Regions from separate parts of the Rattus norvegicus genome. Here region 2 is linked to region 1. A link is a contact called in public Hi-C data. All regions are on one chromosome and are shown on one strand. The core of a region is the stretch at or near the end of the contact, and the rest is flanking DNA. Distances in the headings are between cores, read along the strand shown.

Evidence for each region. A called contact is a pair of places that touch in the nucleus more often than the background predicts.
Region 2: a Hi-C map of mammary epithelial cells shows a contact between it and region 1, with 2.3 times the contacts expected there. The contact joins the promoter of Sned1 here to the enhancer-like site in region 1. A contact is called at or near these places in 2 of 12 Hi-C or Micro-C datasets (liver and mammary epithelial cells).

Annotation. Positions count from the first base shown.
Region 1 is chr9:101,161,506-101,169,074 of GRCr8, forward strand. It overlaps Crocc2 (ciliary rootlet coiled-coil, rootletin family member 2), which reads left to right. Exons shown (of 34, transcript XM_063268171.1): 3 at 5,858-6,008; 4 at 7,006-7,154. Among named protein-coding and RNA genes, the nearest start is that of Crocc2, 9.5 kb to the left of the region's middle. Within about 2 kb of position 2,641, at least 21 of the 93 cell types and tissues checked have an H3K27ac peak or open chromatin away from gene starts, as enhancers often do.
Region 2 is chr9:101,216,522-101,224,050 of GRCr8, forward strand. Sned1 (sushi, nidogen and EGF-like domains 1) reads left to right here and starts at 5,009. Exons shown (of 31, transcript NM_001413841.1): 1 at 5,009-5,369. The coding sequence starts at 5,157. It overlaps Crocc2 (ciliary rootlet coiled-coil, rootletin family member 2), which reads left to right. Exons shown (of 34, transcript XM_063268171.1): 34 at 1-515.

The sequences.
Region 1 (7,569 bases), core at 1,391-3,890:
GTCAGGGGACTGTCTAGAGATTTGGATATCCAGGAACTAGCCCCATACGTGTTTGGGAGCTCAGGGTTGAGTCTCAGTCCCAAATAGTCTCACACAGGGGAAGAAGGGCAGTTTCTAAGTCAAGATATCTTAAAACATCTGCTCCTGGATCGTGGATAGTGCTAAGGCACTTCAACCCACCTACCCTGCCTCAGCTCACACACTGTCACAAGTTCTCTTACTGTCAGTAACGTTGGAGACCCTGAGCCCAACCTCAGCTCCAGAACTTGGGCAGGACTGGCAGCCCTCCTGCAGTACTGGAAATGGCCACACGAGGGCACTGTTGGAGCTCAGCACGCAGCATTAGCAGCAGGCCTGAACTGAGTTGTGGGACGGTTCTCTACCCCACATCAGCCACCAAGTCCAGTCCCGCCCGGAGATAGTACCCAAGTTATACTGTGCTTGTCTGATGGAATCCCTCTCCCTCAGAGATTTTTTTTTTTTGGTTCTTTTTTTTCGGAGCTGGGGACCGAACCCAGGGCCTTGCGCTTCCTAGGTAAGCGCTCTACCACTGAGCTAAATCCCCAGCCCATCCCTCAGAGATTTTAAACAGAGGTTTGGCAGTCCTGTCCTGATTGCTTGCTGCTGAGTTCTTTATTTGGAAGGTAGGGTGAAGTCCTGCCTTTCTCTCTACCAGAAGGGCCAGGCTCCTTTTTAAACTCATTCTGCTCTCCCCTGGGGACCAGGACCTAGACTGTCCACCTGTCTGTGGTCATACTCATGAACAAGAGATGGTGAATTAGCTCATGCGTTTTCCATGTCTGCATACTGGCCTTCATTATCTCTGTGTCCTACCATGCCTGCTACAGGAAGACCCTGCAGGGCTTTAGGGGAGGGGCCTGCTGCTGGTTCTGTAAGAGGACCCCAGGAAGTCCACCAAGGACTAACTCCAGGGAGAGGGGAGCAGCTGGGACTTCACACTCACGTGGTTCCTGTTTAGTTTGGCTGGGAAAACAGGAACCAGCCCTCACCACCTCAATTGTATCCCTACAGAGTTCAATGGATTTTATTTGTTTTGTTTTCTCCTCTACCCGCAACCTGGAAGGAGAGTGCTGGGCTCACCCTCTGGGGACCACTTTTGGTACCTGCCAGGCCCAGTTGGGCTCTGACTTTTAAGCCAAGAGGGGGAAGATCTGAGTGGTCTATTCTGTCCCCACTGTTTGAAGCAGCAATGAAAGGACACCCCACCCCTGCATCTCCACCCCCTCCCCATAACCCCACCTTTCACACAGGCCAACCCCTTCAAGAAGCCCCTTGTGGTGGGGACACTTGACACTTCCTCCCACCCAACCTAGACAGCAGCTCTGAGAACTGGGAGAGGTCTTGCACCTCAGAGCCTGGGCTCCCATTGGTCCCTGCCCTTCCTGACTAGTGGTTGTGCTTGAGTGTTGCCTGGATTTCCCTTCAGGGTGATCCCCGCCCCAGATCTTGAAGGAACACACATAGAAGGGTCATGCCTGTGGAGCAGGGTTGGGGATAGGATGGGACCCTAAACCGGAGCCCATTCTTGTGGTGTGCTCTTTTCCTGGATACAGACACTCTGAGGGCTGGAGCCTTTTCCCTGGGCTGAGTTTCTCCATGGGCAACAACCGCTGCTCCCCTGAATGTTTGAGTCAAGATCCACAATGGGGGAGGATACATACCCCACCCTCAGAACTCCCTGCTCAAGTCCGTCTCCGGGCAAGGGCAAAAGTGCAGCGTGAGGTGCCTAGGCCACAGGAACATAGAGCAGCCAGTTAACTTCACAGACAATGGCATGACATATCTATGTGCACTGTGTGTTGAAGGCACCATGGGCCCCTCCTCAGTTCTCTTAGAAAGGAGTCCTGCTCTGACACAGAAGGTGAGGTAAAGAGGCCTGTCCCCCTAGGTAGGACTCCCTCAACAGGACCACAGCCAAGTGAGAGGCAGTGGTGTTTGTCCCCACTGAGCCTCCAACACACCCATTTGGAGCAAGATCTAGATGCATAGGCTACTGACAGGGGCATTGGCCTCCCTAGGGTGTTTGGCATGGGTCGGGCTGACCAAAACACACACGGGGGTGGGGGGTGGGGGGGTGCAGTAGGAAGTAACGAATATGGTCTTTTAGGAAAGTGACTATTGAGATCCCTTTTGCCCAGCCTTGGTATCCTTCCCACAATCTGAGCCCCCTCCCTGAGGCTGTCCCACTGCCGAGCTACAACTTTCCCCAGGCTAAATAGTTAAGACCCTGGCCCTAGAGATGGTGATCCACCCAGGCCGGGGAAGCCATTGGTGGGCAATGGACAGAGCCTGCGAGGCAGACGCTGAAAACCCCCCTAGCCCCACTCCCCACCACGACCTGACTTGGTTATGGGGAAGGAGGCGGTCCTGGGTTCCGGGATCCCAGGGGATCCAAGCCCGGGTCAGCACAGACCTCCTTGCACGTTGTAGCAGAGCCCCGCGCCCCTCCCCCGCGCCATTTGCGTGGAGGCGGGGCAGCCCTCGCTTGCAATCCTCCCGTGCGCAGGGGACTGGAGGCGGGAGGGGAGGGCTGGCTGCCAGGGACGCGCCCCTCCCGCTCCCCCTCCGCACCCCTCCTGCTCTGGCTGGGCGTCGACCCATCGCAGGCACCGGGCCACAGCTGGAACCTATTACGCCCCCAGAGCCTCTCGGGACGTCCCGGCTAATAAGTGACCCTCTGTAAACGTTAGGAATGAGTCAAGTTTGTGCTGCGCCGCTGCTTTCCCGTTAGCGGGTGGCGCCGCTGATGCTCCGGGGAGAGGAGGGAGGGGAGGCAGGGTCCTTCCGGCCTGGAGGGAACCTCTGAATGGAGCCAGCATCATGTCTTTTAATCTGGGGGACCTAGGGTTCTGTTCGCTACCGGACTAGGCCTTAGTTTCCCCCTGTGCAAAACAGGAGGCTCGGGTAGCAATGGCTGGGTCCTTCCCGCTCTAACTCTTAAAAGGGCAGCAGCGGCCTTGGTGGTCTGAGCACCCAGAGTTGCCTGGCCAGGGAGGAAGCAAAAAGGAGAGCCATGCTCCTCACCAGTGGAGCCGCTGCACCCAAGGAAGGCTGTTTACCACCCACTCAGAGCAAGTGGGAGGTCCTCTGGAGGAAAGAGAAGTGAGGGCACCTTACCAAGACCACCTAGGGGAGTTAAATGCAAAGCCTTGGAGAAGGTTAAGTCTTTCCCCAGCCTGAAGGGGTAGGTTAACCAGGCTCTGGGCTCACTCACTTGCAGCATCTGACATTTGCAGGGCTCCCAGGGACCAGGGTAGGCCCTGTCCAGAGCCTTGCAGAATCTGGATATTGGAGTGACTCCAGTCTAGCCAGCTTAAGAGAGGAATTGATACATTTAGGATAACTAGGTGAACGCCATGGCTTATCTCCACAGAGACATTCAGAATTCAGAGTGGGAAAAGGCCTAGCTACAGTGGGGAGGAATGGGTAAGAATAGTGGGGTGCCTGGAGAAGCAGGGCCTCCCCACCAGCCCAGGCCTGGGAGTCAGGACCAGTAGAGCTGCAGACTAGAAAAGGTCTTCCGTGAGCTGGGAGTCAGGAGGCTTCTGAGCATCACCTGAAGGGACTCGGTGGGAAAGGGATTTGGGGAGTCCCACTGTGGAAGAGAACCATGGCTACTGTCCTGGAAATCTTTGGGAGTGGGGAACCCTGGCATTAGTTACAGGTCATTAAACCACTGCCTTCAAATTCTAACATCCTTCATGCACAGAACAGCACATGCTATTCTTAATCCTCAACTCGTAATCCTATACCTAGAAGTTCCCTGCTGACATAGACCTGACGAGGTCTTTATCTCAGGCTCATTCCTTCCCCAAAATATGTGCCTCACCCAACAAAATCCTTCAGAGAATCTGAGACCCTAAAGACCGTGTCTGGGTGGGAATCATCAGTGGGAAAGAAGGCACTCCCGAGGTGTAGGTGACCTTGAGTTTTAGATGTACAACCTGAATTTCCAAAGCCAGGGGCCTATACCACTAAGCCTTGAGATCGAGAGACTTATATGGCTCTGAGCTTTTAAAGCCAGAAGCGTATGGCTTGAGGTGCTTGAGGCAGAGTTCTAGTGCTCTGGGCTCAGAGAACTTGTCAGTATCCTCAGTTCTAGGCACCGAGACTCTTGCCTCTGAAACCATCAGTAACTTTCCCAAAATCTTCTGGGGCTTGCAGTCCCTATAGTCTAGACTCTGCCTTTGGCTCTCACTGAGTTTCAGCTTTTCTTAACTTCTCAGTTTCTGCTCTCAGCTGCTCTCATATATATATGCTCATAGCTTCAGATGTCAGGGTTCTTAGCTCCCCACAACACCTTGGGACCCTTTAAAGCAACTGCTGCTACTTTTGCTAAGACTTGGAAACTCGGGATCTTGTCTCCAATTCATACAACCAGCCCAGGCTGCCTCACTCATGATAAAGATCACAAATGGACAAACAAGCCATTCAAAAGGAGGTTTTTATTGGGTCTGATCTTGCAACACAGGAGTGCCGCACACAGGAGAGGGCACTATCCCGAAAGCAGCGACCAGCAAGCTGCTTAGATATCTGGAAAAGGCACCACATGCTTTGTGGTCAGCCAAGTACAGACCCCCACGCTGCTCAAGCTGCAGGCTTTTTGTTGAGTTGCTAAAGAGAGTGCTCACGAGCGAGTGATGTCATCCGTTCACGAGGCTGTCCTGCCCCAAGTGAAGTTTGCTCACATCTGTGCAGATCATCTAGAGTAGCTGACACCAGTACAAGGCTCCCAAAACAGGAATGGCAGCCCCAGCACCCCAGCTTGTGCTGTTCCTAGCAGCCATGGGGTAGCTTATGGAGATGTTCACAGCAGCTGGACGACCACGATATCGGTCCAGCTGGTTGCCAAGAATGGGGCTGGTAGTTTCATGGCTCTCTGTTCAAGGCAGCCAGGCACAAGGGAAGAGTGACTACTGTCAAAATCAAATCTCCTAGCCCTCAGCAGCCTAGTTTGTTGGGAGGAAATCATGAAGAGTGTTTATTTACAACTCTGTCCTCCATGCTAGCATTCATAACACTGGAAGGTGCTTACTCTGAGTCAGATCCCTCACAGAGCCAGGCCCCTATGATTTGTCTCTCCAGGACTCCAGGATGCTATTCTAACATTGGACCCATGTGATTTTCTCTCCTGACAGCACATTAGCTCAGGATCCACCAAGAAAGTGGGCCACTCTAGCTCCCCTCTGGGGTAACCTGAAGGGGACATCTCAGAGCTGCTCTCAGAACCGTGCACCCTCTTCTGATCTTTATCCTCTTGTGCCTTTCAAGCCTCACAGGGTCCAGCACACCCCTTATGATGGATGGGCTGCTCAGAACAGGGGCTGGGCTCTCCCTCCTTTACCTGTAGTGTCCCTTCCCCTCCCCTTCCCTCCCCAGGCCTGTGATCACTGGGCGGGGTTTGAGCCAAACTGTTCCAGGTTGGGCAGGGTAGTGGAGGGTTTTTCTGTGGGCAGACACAAAGGCACCTGCTCTGGTCATCCCAGAGAGGCTGGCATGAAGAGTTGGCCCAGGATGCAGCACAGCCTGCTTAGAGTTGGAAAGGGTGAGCTCTGCTGACCTTGGCCAGGAGTCCTTTCAGATACCCATTCTCTTGACTTCCTCGTGTTTGCCAAAGCATTGCCAGGGACTGGCAATTGTGCAATCCCACCCCACAGATGGAGACACTAAGGCGTGTGACCTGAGTGACCAGCCTGTCCCCACTCTGCCACCTTCAGGATGCTTTGCTATGTCGAAGTGACCTCGTGGTGGCTCCCACTGACAACAACGGGCTTGCGTGAGGGGCTTGCGAGTTGTCCTGGGCCTATAAGAACCAGGGCTCTGGGGTGTTTTTCAGAAGTTGGAAGACACCATCCTGAGCCCCATGGCCAGAAGGGAAGACCGGGCGCTAACAGTGCGTGGAGAAGGCCAGCGGGCCTTACCTACTCCTGTGCCAGCCCGTATCCGAGAGATTGTGTCGAGCAGCCTGAGCAAGGAGCCACTCTCAGGTGATGGTTCGAAGATGTCTCAGGCAGCAGGGGAACCTTACAGCAGCAGCACATGGAGCCTGGCCTTGGCCTCACACAGCACATGGAGCCTGGCCTTGGCCTCACACAGCACGTGGAGCCTGGCCTTGGCCTCACACAGCACATGGAGCCTGGCCTTGGCCTCACACAGCACGTGGAGCCTGGCCTTGGCCTCACACAGCACCTTAGGAAGCCATGCAATTAGGACTATCCTGTGACCCTTGGCTACCCATCCCAGACTCTCCTAGCCCCATTTTTCCCAACCACCCTCTCTTCATTGGGTCCTCAGGAGTCATGTTGCTAACTACAAGACTTATCACTGCCAGATGGAGCTGACCTCAGCGCTTGTGACACTGTTACGCCACCCATGTCCTGGTTTTACTCATCTTGGTTTTTTTTTTTTTTTCACCATAGTGAAAAGCCTAAAGGTTGACAGGGACATCCCGAGTTTTGCTTCTGTCTCTCATCTAGGCCCCATGTGTATAGCTTCCTTATCAATGCACTGCAGGAACAGGTTCCAAAAGGGTCAATCCCTGCATGGAGGCCAAATAGTAGGCAGGCTCCCTAATCACCAGCCGAGCTCACCAGTCACTTCTGCAGGGGTCTGGTGACTCCTTTGTGTTGTAACGGTCCGTCTGGTCTATTTCCTAATGACTCCGGGCTACCGCTGGGCCCTGGGAAAGGACTGAGAAACATCACTACATGTTTGAAAAAGCAGCTTCTTTCTGTGGGCAGGGCCCCGCTAGCCTGAAGCAGCAGCCCCACTCCTGCTCCAGACATGGTGTGATGGCACCCAGTGTCCCCCACACACATGTTTTAATTGGTAGAGACTTGGCCTGGCCATGAGTCGATGGGGTTAAAGATATTGACCAAAGGTACTAGGGATGGGAGGGTGCTCGGTCACAGGAGAGGAAGTGACGTTCCTCATGGCCTCTTCTAGTTGTTTGGGTAGGGCCTGATCTGAATGCTGTACCCACAGGACTGTGGGGACTGCCAGCTACTACAACCCACGCACAGGAGGAGAGTGAGCTCCTGCAAGAGGAGCTGACTCGGTTGGAGGATCTGTTGGCCCAGGCAGATGCTGAGCGGGAGGAGCTGGCCAACAGGTGTCACATGGTCAGCCAGAGGGTGAGTGTGCAGGTGGCTAACAGGTGTCACATGGTCAGCCAGAGGGTGAGTGTGCAGCTGGTACCTACAGCAGTGTGCACAGCCAAGCCCTTACTGGGGATCATCCTTCAAAACCAGTGATCATTGCTGTGGGCCCATCAGCTGGCCTCAGGACACTGGGCAACAGATGGGGAAAAGGAGGCTAGAGGTCAGCATGTGAAGCAGGATATGTCCCCCTCAGATGGTTGTCTCTCATCTGCTCCAGGATCCCTGTGGGGTGGCCTGGTCAGTGATGACCCACTGGTCCAGGCCTTACCAATTACAACCACAAAGCCAGCTCCTGAACAGGGGAGAAAGCTAGGAAGGACTGGCCCCCGAACCAGGGCAGAGCCTGTAGGTCCAGCCCCCTGGCCTTTCTCACATGTACTACAGCCTC
Region 2 (7,529 bases), core at 3,759-6,258, 57 kb after region 1:
GTGTTGCACCATCCCCTGGAGGACCCAAGAGCGGTACAGAAACTGGAGATTCCCACAGGAGGCCAGGGGGTTCCTCCACTGCTGGTTCAGGGAGCCCACCTGCAGCATTAATGCCTTCCTCTTCCTGACCTCGCAAGGCTCCCTGGTTTCCCAGGGACATCAATGGGACTGAAGTTGACAGCTGAGGAGGTGTCCTGTAAATATACCTGGAAGCAGGGGGCACACTTAACAAGGACAGGTCTGGATACTTCTCAGCACCAAAATAAAAAACACTGTGACCCGGCCAAGGTGCTTCCAACCAAGGTGCTCCCTAGTGATCCCGCTTTTGCACTGGCTGCTCAGGGGAACATTCCCAGCACAGCGAGGGCTTCTGAGATTGCCACACTCTTGAGTATTTACATCTGTGCAGGAGATATTGTTTTTCCTTATTCAACATAAAGGAATGTATTTGTGTTGAGAAGGGATGATTTCTAAAGAATATATTGCGTTTCTCTAAATATTTTCTAAGGCATGTACACATTGGTATGTGTTATCTGGTGATTACTGCCCTGGGCAGAGTGGTAGTGGTTGTGAAAGGCCTTCACAGAAGTGCTCTGAGACCACAGTTTGCGAGGTGAAGAAACCTTGTAGCTGGGCCAAAATCAGATAGGTAACTAAGTACTGGCAACCAGCGGATCAAATCCAGTACCCCACTCCTCACCCCATGCCGGCCATGCCCCAGCCCACCTGCTCAGTGGAGCTGCAGGCACACACATGCAAACTAAAGTGGATGGAAGGGCACCCCACAGTAGAGGTGAAGCCCAAGGAGGAGCCCAAGGGGTGAACAATTCGGGCTATGCAGGTGGTAGGGGACCTGGTCTTCTGTCTCCTGCTCTTCCCAGAGTTTGAGAAGAATGAGCTCTGATATCTCACTGCTGGAACCGCCCAGTCCCACTTCCAGGGGAGGGCAGGCAGTGTCTCCTTTTGGCCTGCCCCACATGTGGTTCGTGGCCCATATGAAGTCTGACGGATCCCAACATCCATTTGGGAGATCCTAGCTCAGCTCTGCTCTTGAGCCCCCCAATCTGAACAGGTACTCTGGATGTCTGTGAGAGCATGAGAGTGGTCCTCATGTCTGGTCGGGCAATGATAGACTCCCAGGGCCTGGAGTACCACCTACTCCATGTCTGGTTCTGGCTCTAGACTCAGGTATCCAAGGGTTTGACCAGAGCTCCGTTTTGACTAATGCTGGAGCAGGATATAACCAACATGCACTGTTTATCTGAGGTGTCTAAAACGTTAATGTTCTTAAAATGCATCCTGTGTCCTTTGACAATGGAGACAATCTGAGAAATGTCACTGGGCAACTTTGTCACGGCAGAGTGCCATGGAATTTGTTACACAAACCAAGATCACTGCAATATCCCTGGGTGATCTGCTCTTTGGAAACCATCTGGAATATGCGATCCGTGCCTGACTCAAAGATTGCCATACAAGAAAGTAAAACCTCACAGGAGAAATGTAAAGACCACCACACGTAACCCAAGCCCCACTGCTGCAGAGGGGAGGGAACCTGAGACGCTCCTCTCTCCAAAACACACACTTAGGATTGTTGTAGCAGGCATGCTACTCTGAATACTGTCTCCCAAGTGTTTTACTTGGTGTGATGTTATCAGGTTTTCCCCAATACCTTTAAAAAAAAAATCCTAGCAGTGTGACTTTATCCGTTGTGGTTTCTCAGGACTCCATGCCCATCCTGGGTCAGCTGTCCCAGTGTTCAGGAAACAGGAAATAGACAGCCCCCAGGACACCTGAGTCCCAAGTCCACATGTGCATGTGTTCCCAGCCACCACGAACCTCAAGTGGATTCAGTTTTCCACAGACCAATTCCTGCGTCACTATCCACTCGAGTGGGCGGGAAAGTTCTTCCTGAGCCCCACCTGCATTCAGTTCCTATTAGCTTGAAACAAAACAAATTGTAGCCATTTGGGGGCGCATATGCTGAGCTCCAGCTAATTGTCAGTAGCAGTGGTCACCTCCTGGGTGCTGAGGTTGGCCTCCTGTGCACAGGATGTGTGCAGGTATGGCACCCCTCCCCTCTCGGTCAAGGTGGGACACGTGCTCCTCCTCAGGAGTTGGGACTCACCTTCCCCAGGGCCCTGAGGCCTCTCCCAACCCATCCTGGAATAGTAGTGTCACTGGTGGGACTGATAGGAGGGAAGGGCTTGTGTGTGCTGCATGAAGGAAAAAGTTGTTGTAGGGGAGCATGCGTTACTCTAGCTACCTCCAAAGGGAAGGAGCAAAGATATGTAGGTTGCAGCCCTCAGGCCTCTGTGTGGGACCAGCGTACTAGCCTAATTCCCCTACCGGGAGGAACAGGAATAGTATTCCCCATCCTGACCTTCACGGACTCCTAAGGCCTGAACATCTGGTGGGTGGCTCCAGGGCTCCCCCATGTAAACAGGCACACACAGTCAGGCCCTAAATTAAAGTGTCATAGGCCTCTTGGGGAGCTCAAGTTTCCTGCCGCAGAACATGAGCCTGCTTGATAAAACGATTTCTGTTGTGATAAATGTGGATTTTCTGTGGTAGAGACAAAGGCGCCCTTGAGTCCAGGGGGGGACCTAAAACAGCACGTTGCTGAAAAGTATTTCCTGATCATATTTTTAGCACCTGAAAAAAAGATTTTTTTTCTCTCTCTCTCTCTTTGCCTGTGGGTCTCGTGTGTGTGTGTGTGTGTGTGTGTGTGTGTGTGTGTGTGTGTGTGTGTGTAATGTGACGCCCAGCAACAACAGTGAGATCTGTTAGTCCCACCACCACACCCCCAACCTTGTGTCCCAGGCCTTGCTAAAAATCTGCACAGGGCACCCAGTTGGGGATGCTGTAAGCACCATACCACTGACCCTTGATGGAGATCCGAGGATCCAGCCTGCAGCTGGACCCGCGCACAAGCCCAGCTCTGAGATAGGCCTCTGTCCTGGCAGCCCGCAGCTGATCAGTAGATTCCAGTGGAAAGCAGACAGGAGCCCACGTCTCACCACTATTTCACCATACCTGGAGGGACAATTTTCAATCAACGACTCTATTGAGCACCGCTGTGTACTTGACAGTGCGCTGAGTGCTGTGGCAACCCAGTAGTCCCCAAGCAGACTTAAACCTTTTACCAGGACCCCTGAGGCATGCGTTCCAGCAGAAGGTTGTCAGTGCTGAGACGGGACCCATGGCTGGACACTCTGGGTAAAGCAAGGGTGTGTAGTTGGAGAGAGCTTCCAAGGAGGCCCTATGCCCAACACCAGGAAGCGAGAGGCTCCTAGATCCCCAGCATGGTGGCTAGGCCTGCTGGTAACTCTGTGCTAGAGGCTGTGCGGGAGGATGCCTTGTGAGGTCTGGTCTAAACCCTGGTATGGTCTAGTCAATGAGATGAGGGAATTTACCACAGAGTACTCTTAAATCCAGAAGCCTGGCCTGAGGGCTAATCTGTTTTTGTTTTGTTTTTGCTAGACAGGGTTTCTCCTTGTAGCCCTGACTGCCCTGGAACTCACTCCGGGCTCGAACTCAGAGATCCACCCACCTCCCAAGTGCTGGGACTAAAGTCACCACCACACCTAGTACCAAGGGCTGATCTATACAGCAGAACATTTCACATCTCCAGCCTTGGCTTACCCCTCTGCCAAACAGAATCACTACACAAAGCTGGAGGGGTGGGCCAGAGGAAGGCAAGCCATGCGCCAGATATAGGGTAGAAGTGGTCAGTGCAAACCAAAATGGTGGTCAGGGGCCGCCTCCTTAAATCTGGTGCCTGGCCCAGAGCTGAGGCAAGGGTGTTAGGAGTCTCACAGTGGTGAGTCTGCTGAGAACATGATCTGTGTGAGCTAGGAACTCCTGGCTGACACAAGGAGAACTCTCTGCTATACTTTAAAAATAATATGCAATGTCCCTTGCTGTAACTGAAACACAGCCCATGCTTCTTAGAGAGATTTCAGGACATATAGAAAAAAAACCCCGCAAAGCCAGTACAAACCAGAATCTCAGTGACAGTTTGGGTTTTTTGTTTGTTTGTTTGGTTGGTTGGTTGGTTGGTTGATTTGTTTGTTTGTTTGTTTTTTCTTGCTTGCTTCTTGAGAGGTAGCATTTTGTCTTTGGGGACCCCAGATTTGGCTTACAAGTCACATGTCACCCAACAGTAGCATCTGGGATCAGACAACATGGTGGAAACTGAAGCTCCAGGAGTCCCCAGGGGGTCACAGAAAGAGACCAGATTGCACCCCTGAGGCAGGACAGCTATTTACAAAGCAATTCTCCAGAAGAGTAAGGAAGGTTAAGGAGCCACAGCCACTGACTTGCCCACGGGGCCTGGGTGACCAGCCTACCCGGTTTCCCTAACATTGTGATACAAGACTAATCCCTTCAGGAAAAGCTGTTACAGGAGAGAAAGCTGTGCAAGTCTTCGAGTCTCCCAGACCCAAGGTTCATCCTCAGTGAAACCAGATAAGGAACAGACCCTGGGACAGGCTTCAGCTGGTACTGAAAGTTAATGCCCTAGGCTAGGGCTGGGGTGTGGCCACACAAGGTTCATTTAAATGTTGCGGGGTGAAGTGGCCCAGACTGACATTCAATAAGGAAAAGCCAGATGCTCTGGCCTGACTGGGACCCCAGAGGACGCACAGGAAGCCTGTTCAAAATCAGGCCTTAGGGCAACAAGTCAGCTTCGGAACTGCTGGGTTAGCCCAAGCCCCTCCTGTGGGCAGGCCCTAAGCTGGTGACAGGAGAATGTAAGTCCTCACCTCAAGATAGCCCAAACGCAAGGGAGCAAGAGGGCCTCCGGTCTGGAGGTGGAGCCACCCCAGTACTAGTTCGACTTTAATGAGCCTGGAGACAGGAGGGCCTGGGAGCTGCGCTCTGGCCCCCTCCCACCCAGAGGACCAGCAAGTTAAAAATGCCACTATTTGCATGATCCCGCCTCTCCCCGCCCTTCCCGGGTGGCCGCCTGGGCAGGCTATTTAAACCCGGGTCCCCGCGTTAGGCTGGCGGTCTGCGGTCCTGCCTCGCACCTTCCTGAGCTGAGCGGGTCCCCGGAGTGTGACCCGAGCTAGCGGGAGAGGACGGTGCGGCCAGTCGGCCGTGCGGTGACTATAGCCACCTGCCCGAGCCCCGTGGCCCGCCCTCTGATCTTGGCGATGCGCCGTGGCGCCGCCTGGGCGCTGCTGCTGGCCGCAGCCCTGGGGCTCGGGGCGCGCGGGGTGCGCGCTGCGGTGGCCCTCGCCGACTTCTACCCGTTCGGCACGAAGCGTGGCGACGCCGTCACCCCGAAGCAGGACGACGGCGGCTCAGGGCTGCAGCCCCTCTCGGTGCCCTTCCCGTTCTTCGGCGCCGAGCACTCAGGACTCTACGTGAGTAACCCCGAGCTCGAGGGGGCTCCGGGGAGGGCGCCGCTGCCCTCCACCCCAACTCGCGCTGCCTCCGCCGCCAGCAACTTGGCACCGCGGCAGGCAGAGGTGGAATGAGGACAGCGCTTCCTCTCTCCCGCGGCCAAGGCCGGACAGCGGCTGGCGGGAGAGGCGTGGGCAGGGCGGGGCGAGCAGCCGCCAGGGCACCTAGGCGACAGCCAGGCCAGCGGAACGCGGCGCGCCCCTGCTGCTCATGGCCCGACCTGTTTGGGACGTTGGCAGAGTTCGACAGGCTTCCTCAGAGCTACGGGCACCGCAGTGCCTAGCGGGGAACCTCTGTGTTCCTTCACAGAAAACTATATGGCAGTGGGCACATAGCCTCTGGCCACAGTTTCCCCAGTGGGGCATCTGGCTTGTGATGGTCTCAGCTCTCTCTAAGCCATTCCAGCCTCACCCACAGTTAACACCCAAGCGCTGGGCCAGAAGGAGTTCTGGCATGAATTCCTTGCAGTTGACCTGCGCTGGGCAGGGCTGGCAGCTAGGGGCAGTGTAGAGGGGTTTACACCTCCCCGCCCCAGACCCTCCCCCCATCTTAGTCCGGAGGTTGTCCACTGAGATCAGACCCTCTAAACAGGGCTCCCAAGGGTAATTCCTCTCCCCATCCCCAGACACGGGTGCAGGAGAGGTCTCAGTGGTGACAAAGCGCCAGTCTCCATGTTCTCAGAGTCTGACCCTGAGCCAGTCACCTGTGCACAGACAAAGGGATGAGCTGTGGTGAAGCGACCACTTTGCACCAGCCTTGCCGTCTCCTGAATTACCCAAATCCACTTAGAGATGCCTGAGCCAACGTGGTCTATAGTTAAAACCCATGTTCTTACACACCCTCTGCCATGTCCAACACCAGTTACCATTAGCTCTCCCAACCATTCTGTCATTAGTACCACCTCGTCCACGATCAGTGCCTCCTCTGGCACACTTCCCTCTGCCATAAGCACCGCTGCCCTCAGCGGCCATATTGGCATCCCTGCCATCTTGAACACTGCCTCCATAACCAGTCACATGGTCCGCATTACCATCCTCCTGACTGACACTGTTCATGGGTCCTGTCCACCACCAACACCATCTTCAGAACCCTGCACCCCACAGTGACCAGCATCGTCCACACAGTCCACCGCTGTAACACTCCACAGCCTCATGGTTGACTTCCCTGCCTCCTCACCTTGGTGGCAGTGTCTGGTGACATGACCATGGAGGGGCATAGAGAGAGAAGAAAGGCAGAAAGACATCCCTGAAAATCCTTCCGACTGGGCAGAGTGAAGACTTCTGCTAGTAGGTGGTAGACAGGAAGAGCTGTGTTCTGGGTCTGCCCAGCAGGAAGAGGAATGCGGAACTGTCAAAATGTTCTTTAAGCATTCTGGCCCGGCTTGGATTTTCCACTCCTAGTCACAGGTGAAAATATTAAGTGGTTGACCTTCTTAACATGAGAAACCGACCTCTGGCTCTTAGGAAAACACACGCCCTACCAGAGCCTCTCCCTGAAACACAGATACTCTTTAGAAAACAGTCACTGGTGTGGTCATGGTGTGCACAGTGAACCTCCCTGATCTCTTTGCTCAGTGGGAAAGAACATGGAGCTCTGGGAAGCCGTGCCCATACATCTGGCCTGAAACAGCACTTGGGGCACAGGCCTGGGCGACTGCCAGGGTTATCTGGAGGAAAGGAGGCGATGACTCTGGCGCACGGTGTCTGCTGAGTGTCCCAGTCTCACAGAGGCTGAGAGGGCCCTAGATGCCTCTGTCTGGCCCTCATCCATCTCCACATAGTGAGTTATGGTGTCGGTAGCTCTCCCGGCCCTGACAGCTTGTCTAAGAGTAGGCTCTCAGGCGTAGTGAGTGAAAGAATGACTGCCCCATCTCTCTGTGTCGCTCCACATCCTAGGGAAAGCTGGAAGTGCCCTGTGTGAGACTGGTACTGTTTGAGTCTCCCTTAGGGACGCGCAGACATGTTCTCTCAGAGTGACAGCTCCATCTTGAGGGTGGCTCCTATCTAGAAAGGACCTTGCATTCGGTCACTTTCTTGCGTCATAGTAACTGGCCCCGGAGTTGTTGAGAGCATGTGTTGTTGCTTAGCCCTTTGAACGCAGGTAAGGAGAAGCTCCTGGCG